Regions from separate parts of the Hordeum vulgare genome. Here region 1 is linked to region 2. A link is a contact called in public Hi-C data. All regions are on one chromosome and are shown on one strand. The core of a region is the stretch at or near the end of the contact, and the rest is flanking DNA. Distances in the headings are between cores, read along the strand shown. Region 1 holds the start of LOC123440176 (zinc finger A20 and AN1 domain-containing stress-associated protein 2-like). Region 2 overlaps LOC123444283 (tryptophan aminotransferase-related protein 3-like).

Region 1 (4,874 bases), core at 849-3,348, 58 kb before region 2:
TGCGGTACTCTTGGAAACTGCATGGCATGTTGACGTTTGTCTTAATGTGTTATGTGGCTTTATAAGCAAGATGCAATCCTGCAGAGCAATCTTTGGAAGTACTTACCTATATGAGCTCATCTTCTTATCACAGTCTAAGATATAGCATGATCTCTAGTAAGTTGGCGAATAGGACATGAGTGTGACTAATATGCTCCACCGAGGGATCAGCCTTTGGCGACCTAGTACCGATAGGACAATTGGCGAAACTTCTTTATGCCAAACTGACAATTCCATGCATATTCTATTGTTCAGTTGTAAATGGGCGTAGTTCTTTGCTTTAGGTGGATGTTGAGCCTTAACTAGTCTCCATTAAAAATATTAAAAGTAATGGTATATCAAAACAATATTTGGAACATAGAACATCACTATGGGCTTTTGAGATTTGTTGGAGGATTGTTGAAATATAAGATTGGCTTTAGGCCCATCCAACAATTTTAAAAAATCTCTAAGGACCGATATGGGTGTCATGAATAGGTGGTGAGAAGTTTACTACCCCCGTTAGTGTAGGAACTTTTTGACCTCTTTAAAAGGGACCCTCTTCCATATTTTGTTAGTTCTTGCGAAGAGGAGTTGTTCCCGTGCGGACCTCCTCTGTTGTCCGCCTCAACATGCCTTACCCCCCCCCCCCCGCCGCGCACGCGCGTCGTGTCTCGTCATCGAGCCGAGCCAAGCTCAAACCTATATATGTATGCGTGTGCTTAGTTTTTGTTGGTCAAGACGAGATAATTGATTGTCAATTAATTACGAGTCATTAATGGACGCGTCATGAATCTGAGACATCGGATCACGTGTTGTTGCCGACTCGAACGCGGGTTCAATCCACGTCTCCTTACGAGACCGAGTCCATATATTAGAGGCGTCAACAACCCTAATTGCCGCCCAACTCAGATCACACTTGCTTCGCCTCCATGTGCACTAGCCAAAGTCGTTCCTTTCAGTGCTGCTGCTTTTCAGTGACTCCATTCCTTCCACCGCGTAGATGACTGTATGTGAGGGCAGGCCTCTGAAATCCCATCCTTTGAGATCCTCCACCGGGAAAATGATGATTAGGGTTTTGGGGAGCGTCTCCTACGCGACTGCTCGCTACCGTTCGTCTACGTCTACTATTTGTCTACGTCCTCATCGTCTTCACCGTCACAATGTCCACCAAATGTCCACTGAAGTCATGAAGCTCACTCTTGAGAAAGAAGAACGCCGACGAAGTTGCCGTCGTCGTCGCAACTACGTACTGGCCAACTAGAGCCTAGATGGTATAACTCATTTCCTTCTCTTGTTCTTTACTGTTTTTTACGTTGCTTAGAGCATGTACAGTCGAACGCCTGAATTGACCCCTCGTAGGTCCACGGACGAGCTCGGTGAGTGACCGGACAGGAGAGAGAACAAAAAAAAGTAACCCAACCAGACCCCTCATATCACCCTTATACGTCCGGAATGTCCACAACCCCTCATATCGATCTCAAATATGGAGAGGATATAAGGGCTTGCGGACGCGTCCGAGCGCGCCGGTACAGTGCGTCACATAGGACGCGACCCCATCCCAGACCATCGTTTTCTTTTCTTTATTCATTCTTTTCTTGTTCTCTTTTTCTCTCCATCAATCACATGAAAGTTTCTGGACATATGCGGGAAAAAAATTAAGAGTATGGTTGCGTGGACAGACAAATAGGAGACATGCCAGGTCACTGACCGAACGCGTTCGCGGGCGTTTAGGGGTTATATTCGTGATTTCCGGCTGTAGATGCTCTTACAGTTTATGCTATTTGCATGGTAGATACAAGTACATGATTAATGCCATGTTTATGATTTCCTTTTGAATTAGATTTATCGAAAATTGTTGTATACTCAACAAAAATTAGCACCGGACCGGGCCAACTGCTCCATTATTTTATTTAGGCCGATTTTTTAGTTGGGCCCATGCTACTTGTTGGACTAATGTCGGCTTGACTAGTTTGGGCTCAACAGATTCTCTCTCTCAAGAAGAAACGAAAGGTTGAGTCCCAGACCACAGAACATCTCCCGCTGTCCGATCCTCTCAGGCTGAACGGTTGTGCTAACAAAACAGAGTTTCACCTGCAGCGCGCGGAACCGCTCACCGCCGCGCTTGCACTGCGTCTGCATGCCCGCGTAAAACACGAGCTCCAGTCCCGGTGCCCCATCCCCGCCGAAAGAAACGACAGTACGGCACCGTCGGTCACACACTGATAGATACCGGATCGGTCATCGGTCTGATCCACCACTTTCCGGAAGCCTCCCGCATCAAGCTGCGTCTGCGTCGGTGCTGTCCCTCCCCTCCCCTCCCCTCCCACATCTCCTCGCCTCCAATCCCCAACGACCACCAAGCCGACCGCGTGCGTGATTCGTCGTGCAAACGATGGAGCAGGGCGGCAAGAACCCGGACAGCCCCGATCAGCTCCCGCTCCCCTGCGCCAACGGCTGCGGCTTCTTCGGCTCCCCGGACACCGGCGGCCTCTGCTCCAAGTGCTTCCGCGACAGCCTTCGCCGCGCCGAGGCCCAGGCCCAGCTGCAGGCGTCGGTGGCGGCGACGTCCAAGGAGGCGGAGGAGGAGGGGGCGAGTAGGGCAAAGGCGAGGAGCAGGTGCGCGTCGTGCGGGAGGAAGGTGGGCCTGATGGGGTTCGAGTGCCGGTGCGGCGGCGTGTTCTGCGGCGAGCACCGCTACTCGGACCGGCACGACTGCTGCTACGACTACAGGGGCGCCGGCCGCGACGCCATCTCCCAGGCCAACCCCGTCGTCAGGGCTGATAAGGTCGACAAGTTCTGAGCTCTTAAGTTTGGGTTCCTTCGGCTCCAGTTCATCGACGAAGGTGTGGTAGTGGGTGTGATCGTCAAATACTTCCGTGTGTGGAGTTCAGTTTATAAACATGTTGACCCATAAAGTTAAAACAGTGATTTCGGCCAGAGCGATGGACTCAGGTCCGATGGTTTGTACTCCTGAATTCCAGATACAGAATCCAAATGGACGATTCTGTCATTTTGTGTGGTTTCTTTTCGCTAGTACTCCTACGTGTGTTGCGCTTCTCCCGTCTTCTTTTTGTTTTGCATTGGAGTAAGTTTGAGCAATGGATGCTATCTCATCACATTAAACCTCTGTTACTAAATATTTGTTATTAGGGAAAACTAGACCAGTTTCCCAACAATAAATATTATGATACGGAGGGGAGTAGTTTCCAGGGCCATTCGAGTTATGCCCAGTTCCAGCCACGGCCCATGGCTGTCTCGTTATTCCATGCATCATCATGTTAGTTAGCCGTCTCACGCTGTATGCTACTTGCTCCACTGTTCTACAAGATCATGCGCTCTAGGCATGGTACTATCACTGAAGATGGTTCTTCAGTCAGTTCAAACTAGTATGTCTGAAGCCTAAATAGGAGAACAACAATTATCAGGCAGTTTCCCAAGCGAATGGTCTATAATTTTCTCCCTAGATCAGTCACAATGAAGAGTAACTTATACTAGTAACATACACGTTATTTTAGCCTATATTACTAACTTCATAGTAGGTAGTAACATATGAGAAAATACACTTTGGTTACCATATGAGAAAATACCCTTTGGTTACCATATGAGAAAACACACTTTGGTTCTTGGTTGTATATTCATCTTATATGAATTATTATTTTAATAATTAAGTAAAAAGTCAAGATAGTTTTAAAGTATTCTTAGATTAAACTTGACTTTATTTGCACCAGTATATAAATTTTTAGGAAAAAAGTTAACATTTACTACTGGACAAAAAGATAAAATTTATTTGGTATTATAGATTACTATTCATACTATCTTGATCGAAAATTTGTCTTTTTTTCCAGAAAAAAGTGAAAATTTAATTATTTTTTGTGAACATTTTCTCACAAATATAATGGAAGGTCAAGTTTATTTTAAAAATATTTTCAATTTTTTAAATTTTTATTAAATTGCTAAATTTATTTTGCATATATATACCCAGGTTCCAAAAGTTCCTTGTAACATTTGTGTAATATACACGCTATCATATGTGTAATTTACACGCTGTCCCATAGTAAGTAGTAACATATGTGTAACGTTATGCAAAGCATTATTTACTAGGTTATAGATTTAAGCTTTATTTATTAGGTTAAAGACTTATTTTGTCTTGATATATGTAATGTTATTCATAGACTCAATGACTATATAAGTTACTCAATTTAACTTTTTTCCTTATTGACTCATTATCACATAGTCAAATTTATTGAGTTGGACCCGATGTTAATTTTAAAGTTACTGTGGCCGGTCAGGCAAGGACAATTCTTAGCAATCCCGCATAAAAAAGGACAATTCCTACTAGTTTCCGATAGTGTGCTGTAGTGCTACTCGTGTCCTTGGTTTCTGAACATATAGTTGGAATTTGACGTCAAGATCACTGAGCGCATCTGGTGTAGTGGTATCATAGTACCCTCCCACGGTACTGACCAGGGTTCGATTCCCTGGATGCGCATACATTTTTACTTCCTGTTTTGCACGTGTGAAATTTTAAAAAAACTTGTACTCCCTCCGTCCCAAAATTCTTGTCTTAAGTTTGTCTAGAAATGGATGTATCTAAATACTATAACATGACTAGATACATTCATATCTAGACAAATTTAAGACAAGAATTTTGGGACGGAGGGAGTATTTAATAACAGAAGGAGTAGGAAGCAAGAACCGAAACACAAATGAAAAGGAACCACAAGCAACAACCTAATCGTAGTGTCCATGCAAATCACAACTCTAGACTTGAACACCATAAAATCAGCGAACAAAGCTATCGGCGTTCTGGTTTCCTCTTTTTCATGCGCATCTCCTTTTCATATGACATTTTG
Region 2 (4,725 bases), core at 913-3,412:
GCGGGATGGAAATGAGTAATAGTTGTTAGACGTCGCATGAAGTAGTTGCCTCCATACATGTGGGAGATTCTAATGTTCGCCCACACACGACCATGCGGGTTGGGTCCTAATTATACCACACAGGATGTGTGGGGCGCATATCTAATATGCCACATCTATGATGAATATGGGGACCCTAAATTTATAAGTCTGCATCTGAAAATGATCGCCCTGGCATTAGCATGTTGTGTTTCGTTTTTGTTGTCGGCTAAGAGCATCTATAGACGGATTTGATAAATTTGATTTATTATATGCTTGTGATACATCTTAATTTTGTAACTTTGCATCTGAGTCTTTTTTTCGAAAACTCTACATCTTAGTCTTCATATTACAACCCATAAATCCATATAATAAAGTATGCAAAAAATTATACATACTACGTACTGCCCTATCTATCGTCGTTGGAGATTTCCATGCAGGGGCGGAGACAGGGGGGACGAGCACGGGACTGCCCCCCCCCCCCAACGATTGACGAAACCTGAAGTATATAGTGTATATTTGATTGATATGACCTAGTACATAAGTATTTGCCCCCCTATCAACGACCAAATCCAAATCCTGGTTCCGTCACTGTGTCCATGGCATCCGTGCTGGATGTCGGGTAGACGGCCACGTAGGAAGGCACCGGCTCCTTCTCTTCCTCCTCGACCTCATCCAAATAAGCAAGCATCACTGCCTCCTCCGCGACATGTTCCGCCCCCATCTCCTGTTGACAACGGCGTCCGCAGCCTCCGCATCTGACTCCGAGTGGATGGAATTATGGATGGCCTACTGTTTCGTCTATAGATCCGCTCTCCAGCGTCTCCCACATCCTTCGTCGGCTCCTCCTCCTCCTCCCCCTAAACCTCCTCCTCCTCTTCTTCCTCCTGTTCCTCCAACTCCTCCTTCGGATCCACAGCATCCGAAGGTAACCCCGCGGTGATCCAGCCTTCGGGCCTTGCTTGGATCTATTCAAGGAGCTGAAACCGGTAGTCTCACGTTAGAAAGTGGCGGCAGCATGGGAGCTTGGCTTAAATAGCCGGGCCAGGGAGGGCTACGGCGGACTGGGAGTGGAAGCGGCGGCGGCAACAGACGGGAGGAGGAAAATGTGAAGGGGTAGGGTTTGTTGCCGACAGTCAGGTTCAATAACTAGGCTAGGGACTACGTGGCCCATGACACCGGCGCCACGCGTCGTTCACACCCCTCACCGGAGTAGACGTTCGTTGGATCATCGGGTATTTGAGTGATTCTGCATGGGTCCATGATGCCAGACCGACGCGGCGGACACGTCCATGCGCACACAGGCGCTTCATATCTGCCACATATTTAGACTGGATATAAGTTGTGTCGGTCAACCAGAAATTTTAAGGACCGTTTAAGGCAACCGTCTGGATCGTTATTTTATGATCGATCAATGACTGGACGGATTTTTTAGTCTATTATGATCCCACTAGATTTTATTCTTTATTCTATTAAACACCTTTTTTAATTGTCCCATGGCTAAACTCGTATGGCGCTCGCTTCACATCACGTTTAACATCAGTCCCCCTAATAGTATTACCGCGTTTTTTGGGACGTGGTTACAGGGGGTTGATGTTCAAGTCGCTAAACTTATTCGTGTCGGATCATGTGCACTATTTTGGGTTGTATGGAATTGCAAGAATGACTTAGTGTTTAACAGACAACGCGATATTCATTTTTTGCAGGTTATCGTCAGGGCCAGTGCCTTGATCCGTACGTGGTCGCTACTTACTCCTGTGAAAGCCAGGGAGCCTTTGGTTACTGGGTGTATCCCATAGGAGATGGTACCTCAGGGTATCTTCAACCGGTTTGGACGACGACATATTAATAGGATAGGTGTTTAGTCATCTAGGCCTATTATTATTATTTTAGCTCTGGCGAGCCAAGCGCCATGTATCTTTTTATTTGTTATTTGCTTCACAGACTTTGTTCAAACCTGATTTTGAATTTAATATATGGTTGCATGGATCTCTCGATGCAAGAGGCCGGGGGTCCGCCTCCTTTTCAAAAAAAAAAAGTTAGATGCTGCAAACATTTTTTTAGGGGTAGATGCGGCAAATACTATAATGTGCGACACGCCCATGCAAAATTGCCGTAACACTGGGCCACTCTAGACCCTGGATGCATGGTGGTCTGCAGTGTGGCCACGACCCAGGAATGGGGCCGAATGAGATGGTAATGAATGGGCCTTGTCGCTAGAGTTTTTAAAGGAACACGTGAAAGTGTTAAGTACATTGTCGAACTAACCGTAAAATATTCAAACTGGACTGTACAGTTGTGCGACCACTGCTCAAAAATAGAAAAAACACGGATTTTGTAATAACATGTGTTCATTTTTACAGTAATATAAACTTAAAAAGTTACTGCATCAATGGAGGAACATAAATGATTTGGCTACACATGGCCTCGATTTTTATCTCTAATTAATTTTATAAATTATTTAGAAATATGAAAAATAACTATAGCAAAAATATTGTGGTTTTGGACCAGCCAGTCAAGCAAACATGTAATTATGCCAAAAAGGCAAGGAAAAAGAACCGAGAGAAATGAGAAATGCCCTTTCTACACAACAAAAAGAGATTTGTGTCAAAAAGATAACAAAAAAGACAAATAAAAGTCAGAAAATATCATTCATATACAATAAAAATGCACTTGTGCCAATGCCACTGAAACTTGACACCTCGTATAGCTACCAATAAAGCTATATCAAAAGGTGTTGTAGCTACCATCATGCATATGAAATCGCTTCCCAATGGAGGAAAGTCATGAGACGAAGCTAGCGACGACGACTTTGAAGCATCTTTTTGTGTGTGTGCAGGAAGTATAATATTGATGTATTTTTATCAAAGATATAACTTTTAGTTTTATCAATGATATTTGTGGTTTATGTTTCTTTCGATGTTTTTGATCTGATGTATTTCATGTCAAAAGTAATAACCTTTTGCTAAAAAAAATTAAAAAATGCACCAATCCTAACACATGCCAGCTACAATAATACTCTTTTCTTGCGGGAGCTCTACAATAGTTCTTTTTCTTTTGCGATGGGCTACAATAGTTCTTTGGACGAAAGAGATTATGCATGGTCCGATTAGCAAGCCATGGGATAACACTGTTGTGATTCTCCAATCGAGTGACAATTAGGTAAGTCAAGGGCGACATAGTTGCGTGAGTTCAAGTTTTAGGTCACACGAAAGGCATGGGTGCAGTGATTAATCTAGCATTACAATAAACGTAGGCTCAGAACATCAAGTTTCTAAGCCTAATTAGCAATTGCATTATGATTCTTTATCAAGATATTATATTTCATAAAACAAATTGGTATCATGTCTTCATTTTTTGTTAATAATGATTTTGTAAATTCTGCTTTCAAAAAATATGTATCAAAATGGATTTTGTTTTTGTAAAATTATGAAAGCATGTTACCTATTGTTTGTCCAAGCTAACCGAGGTCTCTAAAACCTCCTTTCCATTTGATGGCATTCCCTTCCTAAATTTTCCCTGACTTACTTCCCCCATGTGCAAAACCGCCATGAGATCGTCATCTAAACCACTTCACTCTTGAAAGCAATGAAGGAAGCTTGATCGGGGCTAGTGATGGAGTCGTGAAAGATAAGAAGACATGAACCAAGAAAGTTACTAGGTGTGTCTCCGACTTGGGCATAATTTCACATTTATTTGTACAACATGAAGCTTTCTTAGGGTTGTTGTGTTTCGTGAGCCAGATCAAAATGATGTGAATCAACAAAAGTCATGGGTGTGCCCTCAACTTGGGTAGAGCATGTGCTAGCATGAAAAAGGTCTAATATTATGGATCAGGTTAAGCTTTACCACATGAATGGTTTTTAATGCAAAATAGTTTCCACAGTGAAGATGATATGTTTAGATGATATGTTTAGTTGATTCTTGATTTTCTCAGTAAGTGTGTTGGAGTTTGAGATTGTCGCATGGCTCAACCTATACGACTTTCGAGAGCCTCGGATATCACTTCCACGCACCCACCCATTATTTATCGTATCGTCCTGCCACCAAAGAAAGCTGCTAGAGGCAAATGGTTGCGGTAAGGCCCTTATTTTGTCCATCGCCCATCTCACATTGCTCCTCGTCCTTGTCCTAGGGTGAATGTCCAATGTGTAATTGATTCCTCCTAGCTTATGGGATGCCTACTTGTCGTTGGATGATTATATTCATGATACACCACTGAGTGGTTTCGTTTTCGGTGGAAACATGCATCATTCGAGGTACAACACAAGGGTGATTTGTAGAAAACAAATGTGGAACTGATCTAGATTTTTGTACCGTGTTTTTATGGTGAGTATGCATCGATCTTGGAGGTCTAACTTACCCTAGTCGTGTCTTCCTCCCTCGTCAAACGTGTTCTTGATTGGGTGCTTGCATGCCAATACAAATCTAAAGTCTAGTGTCACCTTAATTTATTCTCCGGACTTTTGCATCTTAGTGACCCTTAGATTGCTTATGTAGACATATAATGTAGCTCTAGGGTACATACACAGTCTCGTTGGAGTTCTCAATGCTTAGTCGATGTGGTGCGTCCGCTTTTGAGGTGTGTGTGGGCACTTTCAACTTCCATGTCTTTCTATATTCTTCGGTCTTAAACCGTATGGTGGAGAGGCTCGGAAGAAGAGTGAAGGAACTAGGGACTTAGTCAAACCTAAGTCCCTAGTTCCT

What was found. Hi-C and Micro-C count contacts between places; a contact is called where the count stands out from the background.
Region 1: a Hi-C map of leaf shows a contact between it and region 2, with 2.6 times the contacts expected there. The contact joins the promoter of LOC123440176 here to the enhancer-like site in region 2. A contact is called at or near these places in 1 of 6 Hi-C or Micro-C datasets (leaf) and 1 of 1 datasets of contacts at active chromatin or transcription factors (embryo).

Annotation. Positions count from the first base shown.
Region 1 is chr3H:464,246,950-464,251,823 of MorexV3_pseudomolecules_assembly, reverse strand. LOC123440176 (zinc finger A20 and AN1 domain-containing stress-associated protein 2-like) reads left to right here and starts at 2,098. Exons shown (of 1, transcript XM_045116750.1): 1 at 2,098-3,088. The coding sequence starts at 2,414. The coding sequence ends at 2,821. TRNAG-CCC (a tRNA gene) reads left to right here and starts at 4,440; the gene lies at 4,440-4,510.
Region 2 is chr3H:464,189,583-464,194,307 of MorexV3_pseudomolecules_assembly, reverse strand. The region is part of intron 1 of LOC123444283 (tryptophan aminotransferase-related protein 3-like); the gene reads right to left. Among protein-coding and RNA genes, the nearest start is that of LOC123444283, 7.5 kb to the right of the region's middle. Within about 2 kb of position 2,162, at least 2 of the 3 cell types and tissues checked have open chromatin away from gene starts, as enhancers often do.